7 separate regions of the Mus musculus genome follow, and regions 2, 3, 4, 5, 6 and 7 are each linked to region 1. A link is a contact called in public HiChIP or PLAC-seq, Micro-C and promoter capture Hi-C data. All regions are on one chromosome and are shown on one strand. Each heading gives the region's core, a stretch centred on a gene start, on an enhancer-like site or on the middle of the called end of the contact. The rest is flanking DNA. Distances are from core to core; before and after follow the strand shown. Region 1 holds the start of Carm1 (coactivator-associated arginine methyltransferase 1). Region 2 holds the start of Raver1 (ribonucleoprotein, PTB-binding 1). Region 3 holds the start of Rgl3 (ral guanine nucleotide dissociation stimulator-like 3). Region 4 holds the start of Swsap1 (SWIM type zinc finger 7 associated protein 1). Region 5 holds the start of Pde4a (phosphodiesterase 4A, cAMP specific). Region 6 holds the start of Ccdc159 (coiled-coil domain containing 159). Region 7 overlaps Pde4a (phosphodiesterase 4A, cAMP specific).

Region 1 (4,326 bases), core at 722-3,221:
ACTGGCCAAAGGAAGGGGACTCCTAGAGTTGTAACCTTCCTCACAGAAGACAAGAAAATGAGTTGGGGTATCAGCCTCAGGCTAGACAGAGAGCCAGAACCTCTTCACAGATTCCCAGATCACCGGAGAAGTCACTATTGAATCCGGACACCCAGTCAGGCACAAGAGGTCTACATTCTCTAACTCCTTTCCAGTGCTTCCCCAACGGTCACTTACTTCCAGACTGCGTGTTTTATTTTTAGGAGAGATGTGTATATTTTTTGTTGCTGTTGTTGTTTCTAGATAGGGTCTCACTGTGTAGCCCTGGCTTTTCTGGAACTCACTGTGTAGAGCAAGCCAGCCTCAAACTCATAGATCCACCTGCCTCTGCCTCCAGATCGCTAGAATTAAAGTTACTGCCATAACACCTAACTTTGGGATGTTTTCTGTTTGTTTTGAGATAGGGTTTTTCAGTGTAGTCCTGGCTGTCCTAGAACTCACTCTGTAGACCAGGCTGGCCTGGAACTCAAGGACTGCCAGCCTCTGCCTCCTGAGCATCGGGATTAAAGGTGTGTGCCACCACTGCCCAGCAGAGTGCGTTTTTACTCTTCACTTTGTGGGTCCTGGCTGCCTGAGATTGTGTGCTTGCACCATTAGATGGGAGGGATGACTTGGGAAAGGGTTGAGTCTTTTGTGAGTCTTGCGGAGGCCCAGGAGGGGGTACGTAAATTAGAGTTCTAAGAGGCCCAGCAAAAGTGAACAAGTGACTGGCCACTGTGAGTTCACTGGGGGACCTGAGAGTTAACTAGTGAAAAGGAGAGGTCCTAGTGGAGAAGCTAAAGAATTAAAGTTACTGCCTTGAAGTTCTTTGTGAAGGCCAAGCTCTGGAGCGCGGCTTGAAAAGCCTTTATCCCAGAGCAGCATGGGAAGGGGCCCCAGCTGGGTGCGAGCCTGCAAACCAGAGCACACCTATCACAGGGCCTTTTCTTACCAGTGGGACGGGATCAAGGCGGAGCTTACCTGGGAACGTACAGGGCGGAACCTTAACTTGGGGGCGTGGCCGAATCACCTGGGTTTGGAAACGGTTCTTGTCTTTCCTCAAGCTCAGGAGAGGTTGTTTGCAGGACACTGGCCCGGAGGGGCCCGAACTCTCCGAGGGAGGGTTTCGTGGATCAGAACACCGTCCCTTGACAAAAAGATGCAGAGCACCGTCTGCATTCTGCTAGTAACCGTCCCTCCTGGGGGCGGAGCCAGCCCTCCTCCGGGTGTATAAAGTAGCTGAGCGCCTCCTTCTGACAAACGCCTCACCCCCAAGAGTACTGGGGGAGTACGCAGCACGCCAGCCTAGGGGCGGAGCTCAGCCCTGGAGGAGGCGTTTCTTCTTAGTTCTCCGACTCACGCCTCTCCACTTTTCTTGAGCTATGCTCACAGTGGCACAAAGCATGGTGGTTCGCTCGCTGCCGGCCTGTGGGTGGGTCTGGCCCCAGAGGCGTGTCCGAGCGGCCAAGCATTGCCTCCTGAAACGCCCTGTGGTACAAAGGGCTGTGGATCACCGTGGATCACCGGTCGCCGGCCCGGAGCGGGGGGTGGGGCCGCCTGATCATTCCGGGGGCGTGCCGGGAAGGCTAAGCACCGCCTCCCGACGCATGCCCTGCCCATCTCTCCAGAGCTGTGCGCGGTGGCACAAAGCGCCTCGGTTCGCACAACGCTGCCTCGGGGCGGGGCTTAGCATCCCTGGGGGCGTGTCATACTGCGGGGCACCGCCTCCCAACGTAGGCGCCTTCACCCGGCCTGCCCGGGAGGCTCAGCCACCTCACAAAGCAGCGACCGTTCCCGCGGGGTGGGGCCGGCCCCACCCCCGTCGTGCTTGCGCTCGCCCGGCTCCCTCAGGCGCCAGGAGGGGGCGCTGCGCCACCGAGCCGGCCCGTGGCGGCGGCGGCGGCGGCGAGGCGTCGCGTGGCCGGCAGGCGGCGCGCTGCCAGCCTCGGCCTCGGCCTCGGCCTGCGCGGCGGCGGCAGCGGCGGCGGCGGCGGCGGCGGCGGCCTGGGCCCGGGTGCGGCGGTGGCGGTGGCCGTGGTGGCAGCGGGGCCTGGAGCCGGACCTAAGATGGCAGCGGCGGCAGCGACGGCGGTGGGGCCGGGTGCGGGGAGCGCTGGGGTGGCGGGCCCGGGCGGCGCGGGGCCCTGCGCTACAGTGTCTGTGTTCCCGGGCGCCCGCCTCCTCACTATCGGCGACGCGAACGGCGAGATCCAGCGGCACGCGGAGCAGCAGGCGCTGCGCCTTGAGGTGCGCGCCGGACCAGACGCGGCGGGCATCGCCCTCTACAGCCGTGAGTGCTGGGGACACCCTGGGGACGGCGGCGCACGAGGCCGGCGGCGCGGGCGCCCGGGGAGGGGGCAGGCGGCGGAGGGTTGGGGGGGGGGGGGGACTCGGGCCGAGCTTGTACACGCGGCTCCTGCTGCCCGCGGGCGAGATAGCAGAGAGGGTGTGCGTGGGGACCTTGGAGCCCGAAGAGGGGCGCGGGAAATAAGAGTCGCGGGCCTGAGATTTGCAGCGGGTGGGGTAGGGGGGCGCGTGGCAGGAAGTGGGGCCCCGAGGATTCTGGGGGGATTGTAGAGGGGACTGGAGAGAGGGAGTGATTGGGAGGGCTCTTGAGCGGGTGTGGTTTGTGGATCTCATCTCAGGGGACATCCTCCTCACACACGGACATTTGAAAAGTGGTTTTCAGTGTGTAACACCGGGAAGACTGGGTGCCGCCCTTGTGGAGGACTTGGGATTCGGGATCCCCCACCCACACACCCACCAGGGTGGGTAAACTTTGGGACTTAGGACAGAGCCCTTCCTGATAGAGATTCCCAAGCCCATCCCCCATGGAAACGTGGAAGAGGGGAAGGCCGGCTGGCTGATGGCCGGCTTTAGAAGTCAAGAGGTAACAAGCCACCTCCCTCGCCACGCGCCTCCTGTCTTTTTTAAGAACGTGAGAAGCTGGTGACATTATCAGAAGCTGCTTCAAAAACTGACATTTCAGTGGGGAAAACAAGGGGGGGGATCACTAGTGTGTTTTCGAAGTGCACCCCCCCCCCCAGCTTTGTAGTTCCACCTTTCATTCTTCCTTGCTCTTGCTACTCTTTCTTCTGACGGATTCCTCAGATGGATTTGCTCTTGTGTTTCACTGGTCTTTGTCTCCCAGGATTTCGTTCACTGATGCTCTTAAGGGGCCACCAAGGAAGATGGGATCGATTTTAACCTGTGGGAATTTTTTTCTACTCCTTGGTAATGGGGTGTTGTTGGAAAGGGAAATGTGTGTAGCAGTCTGTTCAGACTGATTCTCCTCTCTTTGCCTTGACTTTGAAACACACAGGAGAAAGAAGTGTCTGGTTCCCAAGTGTGGGGCACCTTTGGGGGCTTGGGCAGAGCTGGGGTCTCCTTGATCACACGAGAGAAAGGGGAATTTCACAGACTAAAGAACGAAGCTCTTTAGGACTACAGACCCCTAAGCAAGCCAGTGGTGTTTGGCTAGCCAGGGTACCAGGGCTTACCTGGAAAGTGTTCTGGGGACCTGGGTGTGATGGACAAGCCTGTGGTCCCAATACTTTATAGGCTGAAGCAGGAGGATTCAAAGTTTGAGTACAGTGTGGGTGACATGGGCAAATCCTGTCTGAATCACCAAGACAAAGTTCAGGTAACTTGGGTTGTTTAAATGAACTTGATAAAAACACCGTTTTTATAGAGCTTATTTACAGAATTGTTATTTCCCACATAGTCTCTAACGCCCAGCTTCATCTATTAGAAGCTAATGTTATTACAGAGGAGACTTTACAGTTTGTGTTCTTGTTGTGACAGGGCATTTCTGCATAGTCCTGGCTGTTCTGGAGCTAGTTATTTAGACCAGGCTGGCCTCAGAGAGAGAGCTCTTCCTTCCTTTGCCTCTCAAATGCTGGGATAAAAGGTATATGCCACCATGCCTGGCTATAGGAGGATCTCGGTTTAAGAGCTGCTTGGCTACAAAGTGAGATCTTGTCCTCAGAAAAGAGAGCACAAGTGAGGTGGACAAAAGACAGATGTTCAAGCCAGACTTTATTACTTGAGAGTCTCTGACGCTTTCCTTCCCCAAATAATGACAATGTTGAGAGTTATACAGAATTACATATACATACATGCCTCTACAAATGGACTACGTATAAATGAAAGGATGTTGGAGAGAAACCCATGTTTCTCAAATCCTCAGTCCCAGATACATTTTTGGGGGCCAGAAAGGATATTCACCTCTAGGCCAGTGGTTCTCAACCTTCTTGATGCTGTGACCCTTTAACATAGTTCCTTATGTTGTAGTGACCCCCAGACATA
Region 2 (4,326 bases), core at 1,111-3,610, 450 kb before region 1:
CCATGAACCCCAGAACAATCTGGGCTACAGCCTAAATCCATGCCTCAAAGAAAGGAAAGAAGAAGGCTGGAAAATGGAGTCTGCTGCCATACCTAAGCCCGAGTTCCAGCCCCAGACTCTCATGAGTATATGCATGCTCTCCTATGCACCCGTCATCACAGCCCTCCTCATAGTCTAAGATAGAACTGCCCAGAATATACAGCAAGACAGAACCACGAGAGATCCTGCCTCAGCAAGGGGAAACTGACTTTAGAACATTGTCCTCTAACTTCCACACTAGCTGCCTATGCTAACACACACACACACACACACACACACACACACACACACACACAATAGATAAAGGAACTGACAAGGGTGGGTGGTGCCTGCCTTTAATCACAGTACTCAAGAAGCAAAAGCAGGTAAGTGGATCTCTAGGAGTTCAAGGCCAACCTCAGCTTCATGTGAGTCCCCGCCTCAAAAAAATTAAGACACGGACAGACAGAACAAGGATCTGCTTCCTCTGACACAACACAGGACCCACAATTCAGAACAGATGCTGAGCCAGGTCCTGTTACCACTGGGGACTGTCATGTCATAATTGCCCTGTCCATCCATGACCCACAAACCTGTCCCTTTGTATTTGTCCACGAAACAGTACTTGAGTTCGTAGTCGCTCAGGAGGTCATGTACTTCCTGCAGAGACACAAGCAGAAGCCGGGGAGTCACTGGGCAAGGCCGCCTACAGGTGGACCCTCCATTCAAGCAGATAAATGAATAGCTGTTTGTCCATACAGCTATCTTCTACAATCTATCTTGTGCAGGGCAAGACTGCAGATTACATGCTAGGAACACCAACAACTCAAACTGCACACCTTCAAGGAGGCTGCCCAACTTGTCTGATTCCCCTGTGCAAGGTTGAAACCGGTCCACAGCTAATTATGAAGCCATTTTCTCCAAGAGGAAAACAGCTGAGGCTGTAAGAAGTGAAACACACAAACTATCATGACAACAGGGGGCATGCTACCCAGGGGTACCTGGCCAGGGCTGTCATGACAACAGGGGGCATGCTACCTGACCAGGGACCCCACTCACTTATCTGACCCTACACTGTGTGGGTGCAGGGGCCACCCAAACTCCCTCATGTTGACAGGGCTGCTGTTTTGAATGCTGGCTTCCAGGGCAAGTTGCCTGGCTTCCTTGCACCAAATGACCTGTGTATGAGCCCAAGGAGATAGGGCTGGCAGTTCCAGATATGCAGGACACCATGCACACAAGTGTCTATTCCTTGTCTGGTCCTTTATTGTGTTCCCCAACACCTCTGCAGCTTCACTAGCCATGTGCCTATAGAGCAGGGGGTACTAGGGTGAGCCAGTGAGCAGACAATTTAGCAGCAATCAGAAAGGGCCTATCCCACCACCACCGGGCAGGGCAACAGAGATACCACTTTCTTGGGTCCAAAGAGCATTGCACACCCTGCTCTACATGGGTTCCCAATAGAAGGGCAGTCCCGGCAGACAAGATTAGCCACAGGGAAGTGCCACAGAATACAACCCCCGCCCCCCACCGCGGCATGTTCATGTCGAAAGGAGACTTCATTTTCCCAAATCAATTCTAGTAGGCATTGAGGGATGCAGCTCCAACTTCCGGGTCTACCTCTAAAAGGTGTCGATTATGCTTGATAAGAAAAGCCATGCTCTTAATTCTGAAACTTCCAGATTTGAGCTCCTGTCACCCGAAGGCAGAGGAGGGAAACAACCCTCTGAATATGCATGGGTCAGTTGGAATCTATTTCAATCAATCTATTCACAGTCTCCCGTACATATTTCAGCAGGGCCACAGCTGCCTGCCCCTTCCAACTACCTGCAACCTTCAACCACTTGGCCTCTCCCAAGTCCGATGGTCGCCCCTAGCAACGTCGACCAGCACTTTAAAGTGTTTTCTTTTTTTTCTTTTTCCTAACCATGCCCTTTCCACTTCGTTCTTAATGTTTCACGACCCTGGGAGAGGATATGACACTGGGGAGAGCCCCCACTCACAGCAGCGTTGGTACCGCCCGGTTTCCACCCCCCCGCCCGCGTGCGCGCGCACGCGCACCGTGGTGTTTCCCGCCACGCTCTCACCCCCACCCCCCATACCTGGTTGGTCACGTCCCCCGGGAGGCCTCGGATCAGTATCTTGCGGCGGTTACGGAACTGGCGCTCAGTGTGTTCCAGGCGTTTCCGGATCTCTTCCGGATCGAGCGGCGGCAACTCTTGTTCGGGCGCCCGGCGATCGACGGTCTCGGGAGTTTCCGCTTCGGCCTCCGCCTCTGGGCTCAGCGGCGGCCGGTGAGTAACGGACACGTCGGCCGCCATCTTGGGAAACCCGGCGCCTTCTGGGACCAGCGAGCTCAGGGCGGAGCGACATAGAGCGGCAAGGAGGTCGCGTGTAGTGATTGGTTGGTGGAAGCCCCGCCTCTCTCCCGGCCCCTTTCAGCGTATTGGCTAGAACCAGCCCCGCGAGCGTTGCCCCCTTCCCCTGACTCTGGGCCATTGAATAAAAGGGCGGAGCTGCAACATGGAGCCGCCTTACAAGGCAGGATTGAGAATAGGCAGGCGTGAATCCCTAACACCGCCTTAAGAGTTGGTCAGGTGCACACACCTGTAATCTAAGCCCTTTAGAGGGGAAGGCAGATCTTATGATGTCATCCACAGTTACAACGGAAATCAAATTCATGAGGATCCTGTCTCAAAAGAGAAAATGAAACGACAGACAAAAATTAGGTGTACTGATGTACGCATGCAATTCCAGCACTTTAGAAATGGAAGCTGCCAGGCAGTGATGGCGCACGCCTTAAATCCCAGCACTTGGGAGGCAGAAGTAGGTGGATTTCTGAGTTCGAGGCCAGCCTGGTCTACAGAGTGAGTTCCAGGACAGCCAGGGCTACACAGAGACATCCTGTCTCGAAAAACCAAAATGGAAGCTGCAGGACTTGAAGTTCAAAGTCATTCCCTACTATACAACTCAAGTTTGAGATAAACCTGATTCAAAAAAGAAAAACAAACAACCAAATAACAACGACAAATGCTGGCATTATTTTCAGCACTCTGAAGGCCTAAGCAGCCTGGTCTACATAGTAAGTCAGGGTTTCAAAAAACAAAGAAAAAAAGGACTAACTGCTAAGCATGGCAACCCCTGAGTTTCATTTCCAGCAGACTTGGTAGGGGTAGTAGAGATAGACAGCACAGGAAGCAAAAAGTTAAACAGGAGCTGGGGAAGGAACTGGCAAAAGACACAAGGAAGAAAAGATCAGCAGTTTATAATGACAGACATGGATCTCTCTAGCACCAGAAAACTACTTTCAGGAGTCTATGGGCAAGTGCTAATGTGTGTGTGTGTTTGTCTTTCATGACAGGGTTTCTCTGTGGCTGTCCTGGAATAACTTACTCTGTAGACTAGGCTGGCCTTGAACTCACAGAGATCCACCTGCCTCTGCCTCCAGAGAGCTGGGATTAAAGGTGTGCACTATCATGCTGAAAGTTTTATTTTAAAGATTTATTTTTATATTTTTTAATGTGAGTACATTTAATGTGTGTCACTCTCTTCAGACACACCAGAAGACGGCATCGGATCTCATTACAGATGGTTGGGAGCCACCATGTGGTTGCTGGGAATTGAACTCAGGACCTCTGGAAGAGCAGTCAGTGCTCTTAACCACTGAGCCATCTCTCCAGCCCTTGAAGGTTTTATTGATCTGGAACTTGATACGGCCCAATCCTCCTCTCAGTCTGGACCTTGGTCTTCCCCTGTCTCAGGACAACTTACCCTGGGCTGTATCTTTGGACGACAGTGTGCTGAGAGACACAGAGGTACTTCTGTTTCTCAAGTGGTAGCAGCCACTCGGGTTCTGCATCCTGAGGGTGTACACTGACGCCACTGCAGTGGTCACCATCCCTAGGGGCATGAACACCCCCATAGTGATGTTGGCCATCCTGGCCTTGATCGGCACAGAGAGACCCAAGTGCATATGTGTGTCCTGGGTTCCTGCTGAACTTGCCCCTGTAGACCGTACAGGTTCCTCCGTTACCTTGAATGTCAGTCACTGTGAGCAAGGTGTTCTTGGGCCAGTTTCCTGGCAGTGATAGGTGCCGTCGTGGTTTAGGTTGACAAGTAATGAGGTACCCCATGCCTGGTGCCCTCATGCCGGAGCTTTGGAGCTCATGGCCTTGGGCCTGGCACTGCAAGGTGTGCTGTAAAACCCTCAAGGTGCACGTGGCCAGGCCCTGCCCCCCTGGCTACTCTAAACGTGGGTTCTAACCGCTGGTGTCTAAATGGCCAGGTGCTTGCCCCAGACAACCAAGC
Region 3 (4,326 bases), core at 1,185-3,684, 440 kb after region 1:
TGGGTGAGTTCCGGGTTCAAGAAGAAACCTTGTCTCCAATCCTAAGAGACAGCAATAGAGGAAGACACCTAGTATTGTCTCTGCCTTCCACATTCATGTGCACACATGTGCATGTACACCCACACACATGAACACATGCATAGACCACAGGAAGGAAGGAAGGAAGGAAGGAAGGAAGGAAGGAAGGAAGGAAGGAAGGAAGGAAGGAAGGAGAAGGAAGGAGGGAGGGAGGGAGGAAGGGAGGAAGGGAGGGAGAGAGGGAGGGAGGGAGGGAGGGAGGGAGGGAGGGAGGGAGGGAGGGAGGGAAGAGAGTTTTGTCCAAGAGCTGGGGGGTGTGGCTCAGGGGTATAACGTTTGCACAAAAGTCTGAGTTTATTCCCAAGCACCAAAATAAATAAATAAAATGTATTCGGGGTCTGTCATTTGGAGCTGGGCAGGTGGTATTCTCTCAGAATGTCACCTGAATTGACTGTCCCTTACCTGACCAAGCCAGTCGCTTTTCCTCCTCTGTCTGCTCTCCCTTAGCCTCCTTCAAGAAATCTTCTAGAAGTTTCTCTGCTTCCCTGGCTTCTGCCCCTCCTGGGGCTGCCCAGCCCAAAAAGATTCGGACATTGCCTAGGTTCTGATGATCAGGGGGATCCCGGAAGTCCTGAGGATGATTTCGCAGCCAAGAACCCAGCACCGAAACTACAGCCCTGAACAGAGGGGTGTGTGGCTCAAAATTGAGTCCAAGGATCTAAACGTTCCCAACCTTGCAGTCGTCAGACCCGACCTTGAGATCCCTCCCCCACGCTCCCTTGGGTCGAGGGTGTGGACGGGAATGGAAACCGACCTCAGGTTCTTGCTGAAGTTCAGATCTTGTCCCTCTGTCCTCTTGCTGTCTACCCTGGGAAGAAAGCCTCTATCAGATGGGAACAGAGCTATAGGGCGTTAGGACCTCGGTTCTAAATTTGAGGTGTATGTGTGTGTGCGCAGGTAGATGGGGTTCTGGGGATGGGGACATGCGGGTCTCCTGAAAATGACTGACCCAGCAGGAGGTGGTGGCGGCGGCGGTGGCGGGGGTAGCAGAAAACCCAAAACGCGGGCTGTGGGTACAAAGGCCCGGTGGGTGGCCAGGAAGGCAGGCACGAAGCCAGGATCCTGCTCGCGGTCTCCGGACACCAACTCATGCACCAGCCGCTCCAGTCGGGCGGCCCTCAGCGCCCGCACCTTGCTGGTTCGGTAATGAAGGAAGGTGTCGGTAGCCGGGATGGGGGTCTGCGGGGGAGTGGGGCAGTGAATGAAATAAGGTGAGGAGCGTTCCAAGCACCTTGTTTCCAATTATACCCATCTCTGGCACTTTTTTTGGGGGGGTGTGACTGTGTCCTTTTCTGAAACTCCGAGACTCCCTAAATATACACCAATCATGCAATGCTCACATCAACCCCGCAGGACACCCCACTACTCTAGCACTTCCCTCTGTGCCCTCCTCACCCCGCCACCCCAGGCTTCAGGCAGTTTTGCAGCCAAGCTTCACTGGCCAAGCCTGAGTCCCACCCATCACCACCTGGCCGCTCCTCCGTTCTGCTTTCCTGCACCCTGCCGGTCAGTTTCGCCTTTGGGGGGAGCGCTATCACCTGGCCCCACCCCGTTTCCTGGATTCAAACCAAGTCACCTGGCCGCCCCCAGGCCCTTTCCACACACCTGGTCGCCTCTTAGCTCCGCCCTTCCTCCTGGCCCCGTAGTTCTAGGGAGGCTCACCCTCAGCTCTCCAGCTTCCCCCTCTCCTCCCAACTCCCAGGCCCCTGAGCTGAGTCCGCCCTCACTTGCTCGCCTCAGTCCCTTCCTCACCTGGCCTTCTCCAGACCTCTCTGGGGTCGAGCGCTGGCTGCGCTGCCGCCGCAGGGAGACGCTGTACACGGCGCCATCCTCGGTCTCCTCGCCCCAGTCCTGCAGCGGCGCCTGGATGTGGAGGCGGGCTCAGGGAAGTCCCTCCGGCTTCAGCCCCCTGCCTTTATGTTTGGCCCACTTTCCCGAACAGAGTATTCAAGACTCGGGGTGGGATCCCAGGTCTTCGCCACGGATACCCTTCTCCCAGGTCTTGAGTGGATGGAGTATCATTTGGGGATATCCCAGAGTCCAATGTCACAAAGAATCTGTCACCTCCTCCTGAGATTCCTCAGACCCCCGTCCCCATCCCCCAAACTAGCCGCTTCACGGGGTCAGGAACTCTGAATCCCCAAATGGGGACTCCAAGGCACATCCATTTTGCAGAAAGATTAGAAAACGAGGGGCGGTCGCCTGGAGTTTCTGAATCTGGGGGTACACTAGGGACGTGGGGTCCGAGGATCCCCAGCTTCCTCTTACCAGGGCCAGCTCTTTGCCCGCTGTCCTCTCCATGGCCCCGGTGCCCGTCCTGCTCCCTGGCGCCGCTGAGTGAAGCGGAAGGGCCAGCGGGCAGTGGGGCGGGGCAGCCGAGCGTCCAGTCGTGGGGCGGGGCTGGGCAAGGCGGTCCCACAATTCCAGAGGTCCCCAGCCGGACCCCATCCCCGCACCCAGGCTAGCCTAGAAGTCCCGTTCCTTCCCAGAAGTGCGGGTCAATCTGTCACTCAGACATATGGGTGCAGGGGACACGACAACAGGTCTGTGTCCCTGGGAGGGAAGTGCTTTATACTAGGTTGGGGTTGATCAATCCCAGGTGTCGAGGGTGTCTCCTATGTCTGGAGGAGAAGGAGGGCACACTGAATCTGTACCATAGGTGATGGAAGCCATGCCATCTCAGGCTAGAAGCCGCGAAGTGTCTGTGGCCCTGCATTTTGTGGGGGCAGCCTTTTGGGGGCGGTGCAGGGTCAAAAAGAGGTGAATACCCAGGGGGTTGTTCAGTGACCTTTATTGCGCGATTCCGAGGCGGGCACCAACCCGCCTCGAGAGATTTACTGTGGGAACTTCTGGCTCGGCCTTTTCTCTCCTCCGGGCGCTGCTGGCCTGCGGTGCTCCCTGCTTGAGCTTCCTCCAAGCCCTTGAAGGAGCCTCCGGGGCTCCCAGACACACACCACCCGTAGGTGGACCCAGAGGGTCGGAGGGCTCCCTAGAGTCCCGGAGGCATCCGATAGGACTTGACTGCGAGTCTAAGATCTGCGCAACCTATTGCGCTTCTTGCTGCGGGCTTCGATTAACTTCTGGGAACGGAGCTTGAAGGCAGCGCGGGTCACCACATCACGGTCATCATCCTCACTCTCCTCTTCATCTACAGAGAGAGGCAGGGGTGGGTGATGGGGAGGGTGAGGGACCGTTTCTTTTTCCCTTCCCAGCCTTCGCCACACCATGCACCTCCTCCTTGGCCTTGACTTAAGGCCACCTCGCGCCCCTCCCATTCATCCCCCTTTGGCCCACACTGACCAAAGAACTTGTCCTTGACACTGGCGACGGGCAGAAGGATGCGGGTGTTGTATAGGGGCAGCTTTCCTTCTAGCGTGGCCAGGAACTGCGGGGGGGGGGGGTAGGGGGAGGCCGGAGAGAGATGTGGGATGGCAGTGAGGCTCTGTTCCACCTCCGTGCACCTTACATTGAGTTTCTACCGGATTCTAGGTGGAGATCACTGCCCACCCTTCGCTGCCTGGTTTCGGAGGCCCTGCCACCTGAGATCCACCCAGTCCAGGCTTCGCTACTCTGGTTATGAAGCTCACGCCCATTCAGCACCTGTTTCCTATGTCAGTCTGCTCTCTGATTTTCGACCCTCCCTCCCCCACCCCCACCCCCACCCCCTGCCTTGGTCCCCACTGGCCGCGGAGGATGTGTGTGAACCTCTCGGTCTGCTATGTGTCGCAGCAACTCAGGCACGTCCTGGCTCTCCAGTTGGTCCTGCAGTTTCAGCAGCTTTTCCTGGACAACTACCAGCAGATTGTAAGCGTAGTCCTCTGAGTCCCGGTCTAACTTCTTTCCTGCCAATACCGTATCATCCTGTGGTGGGGACGGGCCAAGTTAGCTGAGAGATACCGTGCACCTAGGTGGGGACACGATTCACCCAACAAGTGGGCTTTCATAGCTTTGAGGTGCGTGTCTACCACTACTGGGCAGGGCCTCTAAAATGAAAACCTAGCCTTGAGGGTGGAATCTTTGAATCTGAGCTACATGGAGGTCTCTTTGAGATTAATGACACGACCTAGGCCAGTGTGAGGGTGGTTTTCTGAAGAAATGGAGCTCTTGTGGACAAAGTGGGACCTTCTTCACCCAGGGCCGCACCGCCCCATAGACATGGGACACCTGAGTTGGGCTGATGGTTGCCCATTAGAGTCAGAGTTTGAGACTGAGCAAAAGAGGACTTCCCCCGGAATGTAGGACCAAGAC
Region 4 (4,326 bases), core at 820-3,319, 410 kb after region 1:
GTGTGGGTGTACTGGGGGATGTTGTGAAGCTGTTTTCTGTCCCCAGAGGGAAAGAGTAAGCTCAGGAAATCACAGTTCCGCCCTGTTCCTGGGTCTCCAGGCAACCGTACCACTTTGAAGTTACTAGGAGACAAGGTTTCCAGGGAAACAGGCTTGAGTGACAGCTCACGAGCCAAGTTTGGGTGAAGAGACTGGCTGAGAAATCAGGATCACCCACCACTCACCTTGGTTCCCTCAGTTCTTCCTCTTTCATTCAGTGACTTGACAAGAATTGCACTTTTCCAGTGTGGTCATAGACTCTTGTGAATGAAGCCCTCATTCTCTCTTCTCTCTCTCTCTCTCTCTCTCTCTCTCTCTCTCTCTCTCTCTCTCTTTCTACACACACACAATTTTCTCTCTCCTCTTAATACAAGCAGGCATTAAGAAGGTCCCAGGCCAAAAAGAAAGTTAGATGACAGGCCTCTTAAAGGGCCCTCATACAGGGAACCTGGGAGAGGTCTCAGTATGTACAGTGCAGGATGTACAGGCACGAGCCTGAGAGTCGACCCATTTAAACACTGGACACAGGATCGGTCTCGTGGTGGGGCTGTGACGGTCATCCAGTCTGACATACACAGCAGTGAACAAGACACACTGTGCAAATGAGCTAGAAGGTAAGGACTGACCTCCACACGCTAGGTGGCACAGGTAATCCTGCACACGCCCACACAAAAAAAGATTTTTAAAAAATCCCAGAAATCGGGGCCAGTGAGATGGCTTAGAGGACTCTTGCCACCAGCCCTGAAGATCTGTCATCCAGGGGCTGGCGAGATGGCTCAGCGGTTAAAAAACACTGACTGCTCTTCCAGAGGTCCTGAGTTCAATTCCCAGCAACCACATGGTGGCTCACAACCATCTACAATGGAATCTGATGATCTCTTCTGTCATGTAGGTGTACATGAAGACAGAGCACTCATATACATAAAATAAATAAATAAATCTTTTTTTAAAAATCTGTCATCCAGGGGACACACATGGTGGGGTAGAAAGAACTGCATCCCATCCCAGAAGTTGTCCTCAGAGTGCATGCACTCTGTGTCAATGGGAGTATATACACACTCACACCAACTAAATAAATGTAATCACCCCTCCCCCCATGGAGGGCAGAGTGCCTGCTCAGCATGGACAAAACCCCGAATTTCACCCCCAGCCTTGTATTAACTTATCATAGTGGCACAGGCTAAAATGTCTGGGACCCTACCAAAAAATAAAATTCCCCATATTCAACTATGCAGAGACAAGCAAACAGGTCTCTGTGAACTTTGCTTCGGTGACATCAGCAATTGTTCACACCAACGCATTACAATGATCACATGGAATCACAATATTCATTTTGCAGGTGGGCAAGCTAAAAGTCTGGTTATCATCATCATTATTATTATTTTTAAAGATAGGTGCTCATGTAACTCAGGCTGGTTGCAAACCTCAATATATATCTAAGGGAACCTACTTTTTTTTTTTTTTTTTTTTGAGACGGTTTCTCTAGACTGGCCTTGATCTTAAGAGATTCACCTGCCTCTGCCACTCAAGTACTGGAATTAAAGGTGCGCGACACCACCGACCGGCTTCTACTTTTTTTAATGTTTAGATTTATTTTTACATGAGTGTGTGTATAAGCGCGGGGCCATAAATATATGGGTGCCACGTGTCCGCGGAGTCCAGAAGAGGGCGTCGGATTCCCTCACACTGTACTTGTGCATGGCTGTGAATCACCTAGTAGATGGTGGGAACTGAACCCGGGTCTTTTGGAGGAGCAGCCAGTGCTCGTAACGACTGAGCCATTCTCTACAGCTCCGACCTAGAGCCTGGGCGTCTCTTTGGAGCACGTTTGGACCCTCGACCTTCCTTTCCTTTTAATCGATCACACGGCTTCTTGCAGCAATTCCCTCAAAGTACCCACTTCCTCCACGCTCCGTGTTTTGATCATTGGCTGACAGCTCCAGCGACGAACTTAGTCTGTGAACTATAGCCAATGAGGCCTCTGTGTGGGCGGGCCCAAGATGAGATATCGCTTTTGATTGGTCAGCGGCACTCAGCAAATGGCGGAGGCGCTGAGGCGGGTGCTGAATGCCGGCTGCGCGGCAAGGCCAGGAGAGGATGGCGCTGCCGGGCCGCCATTGCTGTTGCTCGGCGCTCCGCGCTCTGCGCAGACGTCGCTGCTGTTTGCAGCCGCCCTTGAGGCGGCAGGGGAAGGCCGCGGGTCCGTCCTCTTCGTGACGCGAAGGCCCCTTCAGAGCCTGCCGCTCAGTACACCCACAGCGCGAGAGCATTGGCGGCTCCAGGTAAACGGAGGGCTGGACCTGGCAATGCGTTACCCAATGGCGGGCTAGTTCGCGCCTGAGTGACAGTTCGATAGGCAAATGGCAGCGTGAATCGTAGATTCACAACTAAATCGTCATAAAGCGTCTGTGGAAGTGGTGGGTGGAAGAGGCGGAGTAGGGTCGTGGGACGGGACAGTGCGGGTTTAGTTAAGATGAAGTGAAAGACCGTCCTGTGGTCGGGCGGCATTGGTGAGCATGGGTGACAAACCAAAACAAACCACCAAAAACAACAACAAAAAAATACGGACTGGGATTAACTGAACAGAGAATTTACCTAACATGCGCGAAGCCCTGGGTTCTTTCTATCCCTTTAACCAGACTTGATAATATATGCCTGGGATTCAGTTCTCAGAAGTGTCAGGCCATCCTTGGCTACAAAACGCGTTTGCGATCATCCTGGGTCACATGAGGCCCTGTATTAAAGAAAAAAAATGTTTTTTCCTTAAATAATCTTGAGCAGTGACAACTGCTGGAGAAGGGCAGGTGACAAGGGTGAAGTATTTGAGCTGGTGCTTCATCCTGGAACTTTATATATGGACCATGAGAGCCTAGACCGGAAAGTATAGAAGTGAGGTAGCCATAATAGGGAGTTTTGACCTCCTATATTAAGTCTAGCCTTTTCCTATCTTCTAGAAGGTTCGTTTCCAGTACCCATCCTCAATTCAAGAGCTTCTCCAGCTGCTGGCCTCTGCCCATGAGGCCCCAGCACCGACCCCATCCCTTCTACTCCTGGACGGCCTGGAAGAATATCTCGCAGAGGATCCCAGTGCCCAGGAAGCCGCCTACTTGGCTGCATTGCTTCTGGATACTGCTGCCTTCTTTAGCCACCGTCTTGGAGCCAATGGCAGTTGTGGGCTTGTTGTGGCCCTTGAAACCCAGAAAGAAGCAGAGGCCGATGCCCCACATCTGCCATTACTTAAGCGATATTTTCCTGCACAGTGCTGGTTGCAGCCAGATGCCCTAGGCTTGGGACAGCATTGCTGCCTTCGAGCCAGCCTAGAGTTGGGCAAACTGAGCCCTAGGACAGAGTGGTCAGTGAGTTTCTTACCCTGTGGAGAGATGAAGGTCACCCCATGGCTTGCCCAGGCTTCTAAGCTCAGCCCAGAGAAGAAAGATTCAAGTGCTGGAAGCCAGTCCTTAACTTTGGGATGTGACAACCTCCCTGGTCCTGGGTCTCCCTTGGATGGGATACTTACTTCAGAGACAGGTGCAGATTCAAAGACCTGAAAAATGTAGATTTTCTGTTTATAAACTAGCATTATTGTCATCAGGGCTGGCAAGATCCCTTGGCAACAGGCACGGTAATTTGACTGATTCCCGGGACCCTCGTGGTAGAAAGAACTGACTCCTGCAAGTTGTCTTCTGACCTCCACATTTGGGTGGAAACACACAGCCCTCCACACTAATGATAAATTAGTAATGAGACCTTTAAGATAAGTAAGGCCAGCAGAGCCTTCCTTTGCCCACTCACCGTTGTCAATGAGATTCAGCCATGTTTCCTAGTGCAGGTCTTTTTATCTGCTGCATTTTTTATCCAGGCAGGCTCTCTAAGTCAGGCCAGCCTCAAACTAGATCCTTAGCTGAGGCTGTCCTTGAACTCCTGATCCTACAGCCTCATCTCTTGAGGGCGGGGCCTATCGAGTATGCTCCTGTTCTTGGCTCCTCTTGCACATTCCTTGGGTGCCCGTATCCCAGTTACCTCTATGTGTTGGCTTACGTAGTCATCCACATGACCTTGCACATGTATTTAGGGTGTACAGTTCGGAGTGGATCCACTCCACATAGAGTATGCACACATTTAGCTTGCTTAGGACAGGCCAGCTTAGGGAGGGAGAGGTGGGAGATCACAAGTGCAAGGCTATCCTTGGCTACATAAGGTGTGGGAAGCGATGCTGGCTCACACTGGACCCTGTCTCCAAAACCCAAAGTGGGCCAGGTGTGATGGCACAGGCCTTTAGTCCTAGCA
Region 5 (4,326 bases), core at 1,228-3,727, 380 kb before region 1:
CTCATCTGAATCCTCCCAGGGCATCCTAGCCCTGCCCCCACATCTTGGCAAGCTCTCAGTTAGAGAGCCAAAGAGCTGAGCTGGCTCTGACTACCAGCCCACCCCTGCCCAGGCTCACTTCCCAGGTCCCATCTTTGTAATGACAATCTCTCCTATCCCCAACCCCACCCACTCCTTTGGAGGGTTCTAGGGTCTCTGCTTAAGCCATGATATATTTTTTTAAAGATTTATTTATTTATTTGTTATATGTAAGTACATTGTAGCTGTCTTCAGACACTCCAGAAGAGGGGGTCAGATCTTGTTATGGATGGTTGTGAGCCACCATGTGGTTGCTGGGATTTGAACTCTGGACCTTCGGAAGAGCAGTCGGGTGCTCTAACCCACTGAGCCATCTCACCAGCCCAAGCCATGATACTTATTTCCAGATGAGAGTAAAGTCCCCCCTCCCACACTCCAGCCTCTATTTAGTTCAAGTCCAGCTTGATTCACCTCAGTCCTTGAGCCTTCAAATACCTGTAGCCTAGCCCTTGCCCAGTCCACACCTCCAGGTCACCGCCCTATGACCCTCGTCCAGAGCTGTGGCCCATGGTTACAAGGTAACAGCTGGGCAACGTGACACTTGCAAATGCTTGGGGGAAGGTTCCTGAGAAAAGTAGGGGAACAGATACAGTTCTGGCTTTGGGGAACACCTGGGGCTGTTGGTGGGGGGCCAGTTCTTATGCCGCGCTCCTTCACCCACGCTAGGAGTCCCCTCCTGCTAGAGAAAAGCGGTTGAGGAAGTTGGAAATTGGGAAAGGTTCAATTGCCTGTGTGTTAATAAGAACGGGGGTGGGGGCAAGAATACAAGGCTTGTCCCCCTAGACGACCAGGAGAGGTGATGTAGGGGGCGAGGGCTTGGGCCAAGGGACATTGCAGCACCTGAGCAGCGATCTAGCCTGGGAGGGAAGTGAGAAACGGGAGGGCACACAGCACTCCACCCCCCAGCCCAGCAGCCATCGGGGCTCAGCCAGAGCCGGGAGGAGGGATGGCGACTCGCTCGGATTCCCACTCGCTCTTTGCTCGTTCGCTCGGCACGGCGCTGAGGGAGGCGGGAGCGTGAGTCACGGCAACTCCGGATTTAGGTGCCGGAAGGGGGGTTCTGAGGGCGGGGGACGCGGGGAAAAGGCTCCGATTGTTTACTCGCCTGAAAACGTCAGGGGTGGGTTTCACCCTCCAATGCTCTCCTATCCCAGCTACCCCTCCCACCTGCCTCAGTTTACCTTTCGAAGAACAGCTTAAAGTCTTTAAAAATTAAAAGAAGAGGGGGCGGCGATTGGGCCAGCGGGATTCTCAGTGGGTAAGGGCGTTTGCCTCCAAGCTTGCCTATTTGAATTCGATTCCCAAGGCCCACTAGGGAATCGTTAGGAGAGAACTGACTTCTGCAGAATGTCCTCTGTCCTCTCCTATCCTCGGCATCTAATGGGTATTCGCAAGGACTGAGGGTGCACAGCTGGACCAAATCTTGCTGCAGTAGTTGAGATATGTAGCATTTGGATGATGAAGTGGGAGACTCGAGTTCCCATACACACACACACACACACACACACACACACACACACACACAAATAATGTAATTTAAAAATTCTGAAAGATAAGAGGTAGCGATACCTATATATTAGTCACAGGGGGACCCAAAGGGACACACTCCCATACCTCCAGATGCCTCCAGGCCGACCATACACCAACATGCGTCCTCAGTCACAGACAACTGAGGAAGAATCACGTGCACAACTCGCACCAGCATCCTCCCATTATAATGACAATACAGCGCCGGAGTGCGTGGGAAGGTGTGCACAGTCCTGGGCCACCGGAACAGACCCCACGGGACGCTCCGCCCTCCCGACGGGTCGTACACGTGCGCGCGCCTTCTTACACCCCCCCGACAGCAGCAGCGGGAGCAGTCACCACGTGCGCGCACACACTTCCAGGCGTCATCGAAAACATAGACAACCCTCGGAAGGGGCCACGTGCGCTCACATCCCGCCAGGCGGTGGAGGAGCCACACGCTGTCATTGGTCCTGCGTGCAATACTGTTAGCTTGCAGACACCGCGTCCTGGTGGCACGAGGACCACTCCCGCAAAAGGGGACCTGGGATAAAGGGTGACAGGGGTTCTAAAAACGAGGATACGACAGCCCCTGACTCCGCCCTAGCCTTGATGGATGCGGCTGAGTGACACCCCGCCAACCAGTCGGATGTCTTCGTCCCGATGCCATTAACCCTTTAACTCTTCGGTCCCTGTGCGTTGTTTGCTGCTCCAAAGGGCTCTTGGAGATTGGCGCGCGTTGGCGCCCCCTCCCCGGCGGGAATGGGTTGTGCGTGGGTGTGGAGGACCGCCACCCTCCTCTCCTTGGAGGAGGAGGGGGTGGCGCTGTGACAGTCGCCAGGCGGGCGGGCGGGTGGGGGGGCAGGGAGGGGCGGGCCGGGGCGGGGAGTCGCGGCTGGCGCCGGGTTCCGAGAGCGCAGCGGGCTCCAAGCGCCAGGAGGACACCGGCGCCGCCGCCGTCCGCGTTCTCCGTCCTTGGGCGCCATGGCCCCACTGAGGCCAGGAGCTCCCGTGGGTCCCCAAGCACCTCGGCCGTGGCGCCACTGAGCTCGGACAGGCCAGGGGACGTTTTTGCCCCCGGGCACCCCACAAGACAGAGCGGGAGCCATGGAGCCTCCGGCCGCCCCCTCGGAGAGGAGCCTGTCTCTCTCTCTTCCCGGGCCCCGAGAGGGCCAGGCCACCCTGAAGCCGCCCCCCCAGCACCTGTGGCGGCAGCCGAGGACCCCGATCCGCATCCAGCAGCGCGGCTACTCGGACAGTGCCGAGCGCTCAGAGCCAGAGCGCTCGCCGCACCGGCCCATAGAGCGCGCCGACGCCGTGGACACTGGCGACCGGCCAGGCCTGCGGACTACCCGCATGTCCTGGCCCTCGTCCTTCCACGGCACCGGTACCGGCGGAGGCAGCAGTAGGCGGTGAGACTCCCCCGGCGAGCGGAGCGCACAAGCGCTCGAGGGGCGCCACGCGCAATGCTGGCCAAAGGGGGCGCTGTGGGGCGGATGGGGGGGCCAGCGTGACCCGCGTGGGTGGAGAGAGGGGGCGCCACTGCACCAGAAGCCCTTTAACTTATGGGATACCCAGGGTAAAGTTGAGGGTCGGGGGGATCCATGCTGTTTTAGGGCTCTCTACAAGCTTAGCCAGTAATGGTACAGAGCAGCTGCTGGAATGGGAGTACCTCTTGGAGAGACTGACTGAGGCTGGACTAATTGTGGGGTGTCCTAGGGAACATTCGATAAGGGGTGACTGAAGAACCACGCTGGATACTTCCCATGGGGTAGCACACTAGACGCTAGTGGGTGGAGAATTGGATCAGGGCAGCCCTACAGTAGCTGGTGTTAGTCCAGGCTGTATTATGACTTGGAACAAGCCCTAGCCAGGCAGTTAGGGCTTCATGGCACCCCAAGGTGCCCCATGGACCTGTGCCAAGGGCATGTGAGGTCCCATCAAAGAAGAATTCCCACCTTTCTGAAGTGACAGATGAAGGTGTGTAGAGTAGCTGGGATTCCTGCCATGGTAGCCTCAGGGAGGGGTCTTCAGTTGTGTGTGACAGGCTGGGGCTGCCTGTACTTGGGGCTCTGCCTAACTCTGCTATGAAGACAGTGATTGTGACAGTGGCATTGTGCTTCTGGGCTTCTGTAACTGTCCCAGGGTGACTATGTTGGTGTCTGTCACAGAGCTGTAACAGCATGGCTGTATCTGTACTCCACAGAGTGCAGTTGTGACATGATGACAGTGATGGCTGGCTCTGCCATAGTGTCTGTGGTGGTGACAGAGTAACTGTGTCCTTGTGGGACCATGGTTAATGTGGCATAGTGACTGTTTGCTTCAAGGACAGCAGATCGACAGTTTCCATGTTCCAGGGGACACCTCCTTGCTGGCAGGATATGTTCCACAGACTCAGAGCTTTGGGGCTGTTATATGTGCCAACCTTCCCTGAGGCCCTGTGAGACAATGTGACCACTCTTGTGGTCAGCCGAGGCTGGCCTTGAACTTGTGACGGTCCTGCTTTGGCTTCCTAAGGGCTGAGATGGCAGATGCGCACCACTTTACCCAGCTCAGTCATGCTGTCACCTCTATCTAGTGGCAGCTCTAACAGTCATTACTCTGGCCGATAAGCCATGCATCATCTGCCCTGTGTACCTTAATTACCAGTGTCTTCTTGACATAGATAGTCCCAGTGATCACAGCCACTGTAAGTGGAGCCTCGGGGCTCTGACTGAGTTCACCAGGCCCCGGGGTGATGGA
Region 6 (4,326 bases), core at 1,298-3,797, 380 kb after region 1:
AACTATGTGTAGTAGAACATGTCTGTGATTTCAGGAGGCAGGAGGATCAGAAGTTCAAACTCACTTCCACATACCGGGTTCAAGACCCTGTCTCAAAAAAATAAAGACACTACTGTCTGTGTAAGTAAAAAAATAAAAACAAACCTCATATCCTTGTAGATTGTAAACCTAGCATGTGCAAGGCTCTAGGTATCCCCAGCACTGTGAAAACTGCATCAGATAAAGGGCTGGGGAGGTCCAGTCAGTAAAGGGTTTGCCATGTGGGCATGAGACCTGAGTTCAATCAGCCAACACCCAAGTTAAAAAGCCAGGCATGGAGGCTCATGCCAACCGTCTCAGTGATGAACAGACAGAGCTAGGAGGATCCCTGGGGATTCCCAGCCAGCGTGTCTGACTAAATCAGCGAGAGCTTCAGGTTCAATGGGAGACCTTTTCTCAAAAAAAAGAAATAAGCTAGGTGGGGTGGCACAGGCCTTTAATCCCAGCATTTGGAACACAGAAGCAGATGGATCTCTGTGAGATTGAGGCCAGCCTGGGCTACAGAGTGAGTTCCAGGACAGCCAGGGCTCTGTAGAAAGACCCTGTCTCAGAAGAACAAAAATAAATAAATAAATAAATAAATAAGCCAGATGGTGGCAGCACATACATTTACTCCCAGCACTCAGGAGGCAGAGGCAGGCTGATCTCTGAGTTCATGGCCATTCTGGTCTACAGAATGCAAACCTAGCATGTGCAAGGCTCTAGGTATCCCAGCACTGTGAAAACTGCATCAGATAAAGGGCTGGGGAGTAAATTCTAGGATAGCCAAGGTAACACGGAGAAAGCCTGTCTTAAAAGTGTGTGTGTGTATATCTATATCTATATATGAGAATGTTAGAGGGAGACACCTATCATCAATCCCTGGTCTTTCTTTCTTTTTTTTTTTTAATCTCCCACCCCAACCCCTGGTCTTTCTATATAAGATTGTACACATGTGCACATGAATGTACACACACACACACACACTGAAATAACACAAATCTCCTTAAGTGTTCACTGGAGTCTTGAGGACTCTCAAATCCTCATACCTGACTGACTTCCCACAGTGTGAGGTGAATCCAGGCTCGCTGTGGTGCCAAGATGCAGAGGTTGATGAAGGCACAGCCCAAGGAGACGTGAAAATAGACTGGGAAGACCTTGCTCTGCACCAGTCCAAATGTGTGCCGCGGGAGGCTCCGAAAAAGCAGGAAGCCTGGGAGGTGGAGGGCCACAAACACCGTTAGGTTGCTTCCGGGTCCCCCTCCTACTCAGTCCTCACTCTAAATAACAGGTTGGAGGGTCCCTACCTGAGATAAAGGTCACCCACACCTGCATGCCCCAGGCACCAGACAAGACCAGCAAGTGGATGACTTTAATCAGACTTCCCGGGTCCTCTCCTTTTTCCATTCTGCAGCCCTGGGAAGGAAACAGTGGTGACTCAGCTTAACCTTCGACCCCCGAGCTTTGAGGCCTTGGCAGAGAGTGCATAGGGCCAGCCTCACACTGGTGCAAAGATGAGAGAAAACAGCCTGGAAATGGCAGTTGGAAGACCCAAAGTAGACCCTAGACAATCTCAAGCCCAACCAGTCGATCTGGGCTCAGGCTTGGGGCTGGAATCGTGGCTTTGCGGTCAGGGACTTTGTTGGTGCTGGCCTTACATGCTATCCTCCATACTTGCAAAATAATAGTAATAATAATAAGTAAATAATATCACCCAACATGAAGGCTTGTACCTGTAAATCCCCAACACTTGGAAGACGGAGACAGGGGAGTTGCCACTTTTCTAGCTCAAAGTTAGAAAAAGATTCCTCAATTCCAAAAAGCCTTTAAAGACGTAGAAACTGGCCTGGTGATTCACAGTTGTAACCCCAACATATCAGAGGGTGATGCAGGAAAATCACTGAGTTTGAGGACTGCCTGACATACTGTGAGACTCTCTCAAAATAAGGAAGCAAGCAAACATCTCAGGTCCAGCTGAGCAAATGGCTCAGCGGGCAGAGCGTTTGCCTCACGTGCAGGAAGCCTCGCGTTCCGTCTCCAGTTCTGCATAAAACAGGTTCTGGTTCTAGTCTGTCATTCCAGCACAAAAGTAGAAACAGGAGGGGCAGGAGTTGGAAGCCAACCAGAGATACATGAGACCTTGTCTCAAAACCAAAATTCTAGAACAAAAGACTCTCTCTAAACCACAATGTCCACTGCACCCCAAAAGCTTGAATCCCAGCAGCTCAAGTTCACATACTTAGGTTTTCAGGGATTACCCTAGCTCTGCAGACATCTAAGAGCCCTCATCCGGAACCCGAGATATTCTAAGAACATCCCAAAACACCCCCGGAGCCCCATCTGACCCCACCGTTGGAGCACACGAGCTCAGGCGTAGGGACCAAGAACCGTGGCAGCTCCAGTGCAGCTCCGGCTTGCCTGAGATTTCCCAGGTTTTCTTCCGCCCCGCAGGCCTCGCCCCACCTCCCAGCCAGAGCCAATGAGATCACAGCTCTCACTCCTCTGGACTCTCCCACTTAGGGATTGCCCAGTTGGCTTGCGGGAATCAACTGGCCATCTCGCCTCTCCGGACTTCATCCAGTCTCACCGAAGATGCGCAGGCGCCAATGAGCTCCGCGCCTGAGCGGAGTGAACGGGCGTGGCTTATGGGAGGACCACGCCCTTCTCTGTGACTCCACCTTTGGCCTCCCCTCGTTTTCCAACGATGGTGTCCTCAGGGGATCAAAACTTCAGCGTCACAGCTGGGGACTGGCTTCGTGGTCCCTGATGGGAGAGCATGAACGGGTGGTATGCTGTAGTAGGTGGGAATGGAAGAGAATGGGGAGACTGGAAGGGTGTTAGATTGACAGAACAAGGGGTTAGGACTAATAGCAATGGTTAAGCTTCCAAGCTCGAAAATTTTTCTGGAGAAGGGGACAGCTGAAGATTCAATTGGGGTTGTGGGGAGGGCAGGCAAGGTTGGGGACCTTCTGGTGGTGACGCTCAGAAATGTGTCTTTCCTTTCCCGCTCTAATCTTCGAGGGTATCTGTGGTCCTCAGGTGACATTCTAGAACAAATTTCATTTACAAGCATTGGACTAAATCTGTGTAATCAGGGCAGCCCAATATAGTATATATAATTTTTTCCCCTCCCAGATAGATTCTCACTGTGTAGCCATGGCTGGCCTGGAACTAGCTTTGTAGACTAGGCTGGCTTGGAACTCAGGGACCCCCTGAGTTCTGGGATTAAAAGGGCTGAACTACCACATCCTGTCCTTTATGTGTTTTGTTTGTTTCAGATTTAAAAAAATTTTTATGTGTATTAACGATTTGCTTGTATATATGTCTGGGCACTGCTTTCGAATCTAGTGCCTGTAGAGGTCAGAAGAGGGCATCAAATCCTCTGGGACTGGAGACACAGACGGTTGTGAGTCACCCTATGGGTGCTGGGAATTGAACCTGGGTACTCAGGAAAAGCAGCTAAACCAACTCTCAAGCCATTTTTTTTTTTAAGGTTTTTGTGACAGGGTCTCTTGCCCTGACTTGACTGAGACTCACTAAGTGGACCAGGCTGGCCTCGAACTCAGAGAGATTTGCCTGCCTTTGCCTCCTGAGTGCTGGGATTAAAGGCATGTGACTACTTTCTGTCCCCTTTTTAAATATAAAGCCTTGTTATCCTTGTTGTGCATGAGACATGTCTTACGAGTGCGTGTGTCATGGCACGCACGGCAGAGGACAACTTTACGCAGTTGGTTTTCTCTTCCCACCTTTAAGCTGGTCACTGGGCATCCGTTTGGGTTTACCTCTCCTCTGACTTTCACTTCTGCCAATACTGAGGAGATTCTGGCTGGAACATCTCTGAGGAGTCTCTTTGGGGAAACACTAAAGAGATCAGGTGTCTGGGGCTGGTTCTTAGTTGGCAAAGCACCTGCCTAGCGTGCAGCTGGGTTCCACCCCAGCACTGTGTAAACGGGATGCAGTGACACACGCCTGTCGTCCTAGCCACCGGGGAGGTAGAAGATGGAGAATCAGCTGTTCAAGATCATTCTTGGTTACATAATGAGTTGGAGGCTAGCCTGGGCTACATGAGACTGTTTCAAAACAATACATAGCTAAAACCAAAAGGATGGGGAGTTAGTGGGCTCAGAGCTCCTCCCATGCCCCCTTTGCAGTGACTCTCTTTTGGCTGGCCTATCCCGGGACTCTGACGACTGTGTTTCTCATCTCTGCACACCTCCGTTACTCGCCATCACATCTTGGGCTGCTAAGGAGAGGAGCCAGTACTCACCACCTCCTGGAGAGCCTGGTAGACATTTGGAGGCCTGGGAG
Region 7 (4,326 bases), core at 1,292-3,791, 340 kb before region 1:
CTCTTGCGAAGGTTTCTAGTTCAGCTCCCACCATCCATGATTCGGAGAGGAGGCCAGGGGCTCACAGCAATTTTAGCTCCAGGGATGGAGCACACCTTCTGGCCCTGTACACAAGTAAAACACAGAGATACGCATACACATAAATGGTTTTTTCTTTCTTTTCTTTCTTTCTTTCTTTCTTTCTTTTTTTTTTTTTTTTTTTTTTTTTGAGGCAGGGTTTCTCTGTATAGCCCTGGCTGTCCTGGAACTCACTCTGTAGACCAGGCTGGCCTCGAACTCAGAAATTTGCCTGCCTCTGCCTCCCAAGTGCTGGGATTAAAGGCGTGCACCACCATGCCCGACTGTTTTTGTTCTTTTTTTTTTTTTAAAGAATTTTACAAAGAAGAATGATTGAGGAAGACATCTTAAGGTGACCTCTGATCTCTGTGGATATGCATACCTGCACACAGGCACACACACATACAAAGATATAGTCTGTCTTAAAGTCCATGTATCTGGCCCATGCTTTTAATCTCAGCACTAGGGAGGCAGAGACAGACAGATGGCTGACTTCCAGGACAGCCAGGACTACAAAAAGAAACCCAGTGGTGGGAGGGGTGGTGCTGGAGAGATGGCTCAGTGGTTAAGAGCACTGGCTACTCTTCCAGTTCAATTCCCAGCAACTACATGGTGGCTTGTGACCATCTGCAATGGACCTGATACCCTCTTCTGTAATGCAGGCATACATGAAAATAGAGCACTCATATACATAAAATAAATATATGTTGGGTTTTTTGGTTTTTTTTTTTTTTTTTTTTAAGTTTAAGGCAAGCCAGGTGGTGGTGGCACACGTCTTTAATCCCAGCACTTTCGAGGCAGAGGCAGGCGGATTTCTGGGTTCCAGGCCAGCCTGGTCTACAAAGACAGGGCTACATAGAGAAACCCTGTCTCAAAAAAAAAAAAAATGTCCATGCATTTGAACTTTATGCAATTTGTGAACAGTAATGAGGCTCAGAGTCCTAGGAAGTAGCTTTCCTGTCCCTGAACCATGCAAGCTCCTGACTTCTTACCCTGTCACTGCCAGGAACTGGAGAACTTGAGCAAATGGGGCCTGAACATCTTTTGTGTGTCGGAGTACGCTGGAGGCCGTTCACTCAGCTGTATCATGTATACGATATTCCAGGTGATGTCGAACAGGGAGCTGGCTGGGATCCAAGGGGCTGGGACGGGGCATTGGGGGTCAGCAGGAGTCACTGCTCTGCTCTGGCTCCCAGGAGCGGGACTTACTGAAGAAATTCCACATCCCCGTGGACACCATGATGACATACATGCTGACGCTGGAGGACCACTACCACGCTGACGTGGCCTACCACAACAGCCTGCACGCAGCCGATGTGCTACAGTCCACACATGTGCTGCTGGCCACGCCTGCACTGGATGTGAGTGCCCGCCTCCTCCTGTCTGTCCCTTCATCTCCTCTAGCCCATTTCTCTAATCCTATCTTCTCTTGTTTTTGGGGGGTGCTGTTGCCTATGTGTGGAGGTCAGAGAACAACTTTTGGAACGGAGTTTTCTGCCTTTTTACTATGTAAATCCAGGAACCAGACTCAGTCATGTTTACCTGAGTAGCAAGTTCTTTTACCCAGTGAGCAGTCTTGCTAGTGTCTGTTTTGTTTTACTGGCCTGTGTGTGTGTGTGTGTGTGTGTGTAAGGGGGCACACGGGGCATGTGTGGAGGTCGGAGAACACTCCTTTGTGTCTTACCGTCCCTTTACCTTGTTCCAAGTCAGGATGTCACTTGTTGCCACACATCCCCAGACCAGGCTGGTGTACAGCTCTCATAGAGATCCGCCTGCCTCTGCCTCCTGAATGCTGAGATTAACACCTTCATTTTTGAAACAGGGTCAACCACTGAGTAGGGGAGATTGGCCAGGGGCCCCAGGGACGCAGCCCTCTCTCAAAGCTGAAATTGCAAGATCAGCCCACAGGCCTGGCTTTTTAATGTGGGGTGTGGGTTTGAAGCTCAGGTCGTCATGCTTGCGTAGCCAGCACTTTACTGGTTCAGCGATCATCTGCCCAGACACTACATCTATCTTTCTCTTCCTCTTCTTTCTGGAGTCCCATCTTCCTCATCTCTGTCTGGGCTGTCCCTTTTGTGTGTCCCCTCTGTGTCAGACTCTGCCTCTCTCTCACTTCTTCTCCCTGCCCCCAGGCCGTGTTCACAGACCTGGAGATTCTTGCTGCTCTCTTCGCTGCTGCCATCCATGACGTGGACCACCCTGGCGTCTCCAACCAGTTCCTAATCAACACCAGTGAGTGGCTTTTCAGGGCGGAGACAGTTAGGCTCAGGGCGTGGCCATTTGGCCTAGAAGCAACATCTGGTTGAATGGAGGTGGGAATAGCCCCTCACGTTGGGATGAAAGTATGGAGGTGGTCTAGCTGGAACCGGGGCTGGTCAGGATGAAGGTGGAGCCTGTGTTGTAGAGATTAGACCACCTGGGCTAGGGGAGGAGCTGGCAAGGCTAGCTTTGGGGCTTAATATATTGATGGGAAACAACCTGCCTGTGAACCTGGTTTATGGGGCGTGAAATTAAACCAACTGAGCTAGGGGTGGAGCCAGCCAGGTGGGGGCGGGGCTTGTGAGGATGGGATGGGCCCGCTAGGCTAAGGGTGAGGACGGCCAGAGGAGGATTGGAGCAGGAACAGTCTAGGCGCCTGATGCTTGGTTTATTTGGTGAAGCACCGATGTGGCAGAGGAGGGGGCTGGGACTAGTCAGTCTGAAAATGAAGCCAACTGGAGACTGGGCGCGCACGGGGCGGGGCTTGGTACCCAGGTGGTACCACGTGGTACTCTGCAGATTCGGAGCTGGCATTGATGTACAACGATGAGTCTGTGCTTGAGAACCACCACCTGGCTGTGGGATTCAAGCTGCTGCAAGAAGAGAACTGCGACATCTTCCAGAACCTCAGCAAGCGCCAGCGGCAGAGCCTGCGCAAGATGGTCATCGACATGGTGGGCGGGGCCAGCGCTGTGGGTGGGGCTTGGTGGCGGGGCGGGCCTTAAGAACCCTGCAGTTTGGCAAAGGAAAATAAATCTAGGGCCAGGGTAGGTAACAGAGTGGATGTCAGGGGGAGGGTGGGCAAGCTTTCTTCCCTGACTTGACATATCTTGCTTTTAGGTGCTGGCCACAGACATGTCCAAGCACATGACCCTTCTGGCTGACCTGAAGACTATGGTAGAGACGAAGAAAGTGACCAGCTCTGGAGTTCTCTTGCTGGACAACTACTCTGACCGTATCCAGGTGCCCCAGATGCCCTCTTCCTCGTTCGTGATTGCCTCTCCCATCTTCCCTTTCCAACACATGCCCCTCCTTCCTCTGTCAATTCCCATATGTCTCTTTCTCAACCTCTTCCGTCTCTCTCCAACCCTCTCCCCTGACGTACCCCACTCAGCTTCTCTCACCACACACCCATCTTGCCCCAGCTGTCTCTCACCTCTCTCCATTTCCCTCACACTTCTTGCCTCAGCTTTCTCCTTCACTCCAATTCACCTGCCCAGCACACACATACACAGACACGCATACACACACATGCATTTGTGCATTAGCGCGCGCGCACATACACACACACACACACACATACACATTCAGGCATACAAGCACATGGAGTTAAGAAAACCTTAGGCCTAGTGAGCACCCTTAATCCCAGCATTCCAAAAGTAGAGACTGGAGGATGGCCACAAGTCCAAAACCAGCTGGGACTCTATTTGGAAACCCCTTTTAAAAAGTCAAATAAAGCCACTAGAAACTAAATCTGAGTGTGCTGTTGCATCCCTGTGTCCCCAGCACTTAGAAGATGGGGGCAGGATCAGAGTTTGAGGTCATCCGCAGCTACATAGCAAGTTCAAGGCCAACCTAAGCTACAGGGGACCCTGTCTCATAAAAAAGACAGGGAGACAGAGAGAGAAGACAGCCAGAGGCCCACAGACTGGGATTCTGCCTGGCCTCTGAAGGCCCCTCCCTGTATTCACCAGGTCCTCAGGAACATGGTGCACTGTGCAGACCTCAGCAATCCCACCAAGCCCCTGGAGCTGTACCGACAATGGACTGATCGCATCATGGCTGAGTTCTTCCAGCAGGGTGACCGAGAACGGGAACGCGGAATGGAGATTAGCCCCATGTGTGACAAGCACACAGCCTCTGTGGAGAAGTCTCAGGTACGGCGGGTACAGGGCCTCGGGACAGCTTACAGGAGTAGCTTGGCCCACCTCTCCAGGACGACAAAATCAGTGTCTGACTCTTTGGTAGTGGGCTCATCGGAGGCAGGTCACTCCCATTTTGCAAAGTTAT

Evidence for each region. Hi-C and Micro-C count contacts between places; a contact is called where the count stands out from the background. HiChIP or PLAC-seq counts read pairs in DNA pulled down with a chosen protein or histone mark. Capture Hi-C pulls out chosen DNA fragments and counts their contacts.
Region 2: a contact with region 1 is called in a promoter capture Hi-C map of adipose tissue. The contact joins the promoter of Raver1 here to the promoter of Carm1 in region 1. A contact is called at or near these places in 4 of 39 promoter capture datasets (cranial neural crest, liver and pre-B cells), 2 of 484 Hi-C or Micro-C datasets (CD8 T cells and natural killer cells), 3 of 115 datasets of contacts at active chromatin or transcription factors (astrocytes, embryonic stem cells and thymic regulatory T cells) and 1 of 9 other capture datasets (adipose tissue).
Region 3: a contact with region 1 is called in an H3K27ac HiChIP or PLAC-seq map of large pre-B cells, with 2.7 times the contacts expected there. The contact joins the promoter of Rgl3 here to the promoter of Carm1 in region 1. A contact is called at or near these places in 2 of 115 datasets of contacts at active chromatin or transcription factors (embryonic stem cells and large pre-B cells).
Region 4: a contact with region 1 is called in an H3K4me3 HiChIP or PLAC-seq map of embryonic stem cells, with 10 times the contacts expected there. The contact joins the promoter of Swsap1 here to the promoter of Carm1 in region 1. A contact is called at or near these places in 3 of 39 promoter capture datasets (liver and neural stem cells), 1 of 484 Hi-C or Micro-C datasets (CD8 T cells), 2 of 115 datasets of contacts at active chromatin or transcription factors (embryonic stem cells and large pre-B cells) and 1 of 9 other capture datasets (macrophages).
Region 5: a Micro-C map of embryonic stem cells shows a contact between it and region 1, with 5 times the contacts expected there. The contact joins the promoter of Pde4a here to the promoter of Carm1 in region 1. A contact is called at or near these places in 8 of 39 promoter capture datasets (the C10 cell line, cranial neural crest, embryonic stem cells and 4 more), 1 of 15 datasets of contacts at CTCF or cohesin (large pre-B cells), 4 of 484 Hi-C or Micro-C datasets (B cells, CD8 T cells and embryonic stem cells), 8 of 115 datasets of contacts at active chromatin or transcription factors (the SCID.adh cell line, embryonic stem cells, epiblast stem cells and 4 more) and 2 of 9 other capture datasets (liver and pancreatic islet).
Region 6: an H3K4me3 HiChIP or PLAC-seq map of embryonic stem cells shows a contact between it and region 1, with 7 times the contacts expected there. The contact joins the promoter of Ccdc159 here to the promoter of Carm1 in region 1. A contact is called at or near these places in 6 of 39 promoter capture datasets (the SN4741 cell line, embryonic stem cells, erythroid cells and 3 more), 3 of 484 Hi-C or Micro-C datasets (LSK cells and embryonic stem cells), 6 of 115 datasets of contacts at active chromatin or transcription factors (the NIH/3T3 cell line, embryonic stem cells, epiblast stem cells and 2 more) and 2 of 9 other capture datasets (adipose tissue and pancreatic islet).
Region 7: a contact with region 1 is called in an H3K27ac HiChIP or PLAC-seq map of embryonic stem cells, with 2.8 times the contacts expected there. The contact joins the enhancer-like site here to the promoter of Carm1 in region 1. A contact is called at or near these places in 4 of 39 promoter capture datasets (the C10 cell line, cranial neural crest, liver and 1 more), 1 of 484 Hi-C or Micro-C datasets (embryonic stem cells), 7 of 115 datasets of contacts at active chromatin or transcription factors (the SCID.adh cell line, astrocytes, embryonic stem cells and 1 more) and 1 of 9 other capture datasets (liver).

What each region holds. Positions count from the first base shown.
Region 1 is chr9:21,544,923-21,549,248 of GRCm38.p6, forward strand. Carm1 (coactivator-associated arginine methyltransferase 1) reads left to right here and starts at 1,972. Exons shown (of 16, transcript NM_021531.6): 1 at 1,972-2,308. The coding sequence starts at 2,086. AB124611 (cDNA sequence AB124611) reads left to right here. Exons shown (of 7, transcript NM_001198794.1): 7 at 1-409.
Region 2 is chr9:21,089,639-21,093,964 of GRCm38.p6, forward strand. It overlaps Raver1 (ribonucleoprotein, PTB-binding 1), which reads right to left and starts at 2,361. Exons shown (of 13, transcript NM_027911.4): 1 at 2,121-2,361; 2 at 612-678. The coding sequence starts at 2,339. It overlaps Gm38431 (predicted gene, 38431), which reads right to left and starts at 2,370. Exons shown (of 17, transcript NR_038081.2): 1 at 2,121-2,370; 2 at 612-678.
Region 3 is chr9:21,987,019-21,991,344 of GRCm38.p6, forward strand. It overlaps Rgl3 (ral guanine nucleotide dissociation stimulator-like 3), which reads right to left and starts at 2,435. Exons shown (of 19, transcript NM_023622.4): 1 at 2,347-2,435; 2 at 1,831-1,941; 3 at 1,028-1,257; 4 at 833-886; 5 at 481-695. The coding sequence starts at 2,379. Ccdc151 (coiled-coil domain containing 151) reads right to left here. Exons shown (of 13, transcript NM_029939.3): 11 at 3,784-3,939; 12 at 3,379-3,463; 13 at 2,853-3,226. The coding sequence ends at 3,108. It overlaps Gm36414 (a long non-coding RNA gene), which reads left to right and starts at 2,478. Exons shown (of 2, transcript XR_379185.4): 1 at 2,478-2,621; 2 at 3,568-3,690.
Region 4 is chr9:21,953,684-21,958,009 of GRCm38.p6, forward strand. Swsap1 (SWIM type zinc finger 7 associated protein 1) reads left to right here and starts at 2,070. Exons shown (of 2, transcript NM_025870.1): 1 at 2,070-2,321; 2 at 2,994-4,326. The coding sequence starts at 2,079. The coding sequence ends at 3,587. Gm45914 (predicted gene, 45914) reads right to left here and starts at 2,323. Exons shown (of 1, transcript NR_132099.1): 1 at 1,601-2,323.
Region 5 is chr9:21,163,237-21,167,562 of GRCm38.p6, forward strand. It overlaps Pde4a (phosphodiesterase 4A, cAMP specific), which reads left to right and starts at 2,478. Exons shown (of 15, transcript NM_183408.3): 1 at 2,478-2,996. The coding sequence starts at 2,692. It overlaps Gm36118 (a long non-coding RNA gene), which reads right to left and starts at 2,432. Exons shown (of 3, transcript XR_870565.1): 1 at 1,693-2,432.
Region 6 is chr9:21,924,924-21,929,249 of GRCm38.p6, forward strand. Ccdc159 (coiled-coil domain containing 159) reads left to right here and starts at 2,548. Exons shown (of 13, transcript NM_025977.3): 1 at 2,548-2,805; 2 at 4,170-4,303. The coding sequence starts at 2,795. It overlaps Tmem205 (transmembrane protein 205), which reads right to left and starts at 2,612. Exons shown (of 4, transcript NM_178577.5): 1 at 2,369-2,612; 2 at 1,326-1,434; 3 at 1,068-1,231. The coding sequence starts at 1,425.
Region 7 is chr9:21,202,135-21,206,460 of GRCm38.p6, forward strand. It overlaps Pde4a (phosphodiesterase 4A, cAMP specific), which reads left to right. Exons shown (of 15, transcript NM_183408.3): 9 at 1,064-1,162; 10 at 1,254-1,418; 11 at 2,190-2,289; 12 at 2,836-2,990; 13 at 3,157-3,279; 14 at 4,011-4,193. Among named protein-coding and RNA genes, the nearest start is that of Keap1, 35 kb to the right of the region's middle. Within about 2 kb of position 2,542, at least 73 of the 459 cell types and tissues checked have an H3K27ac peak or open chromatin away from gene starts, as enhancers often do. A contact at or near this core is called in embryonic stem cells, where this site is marked.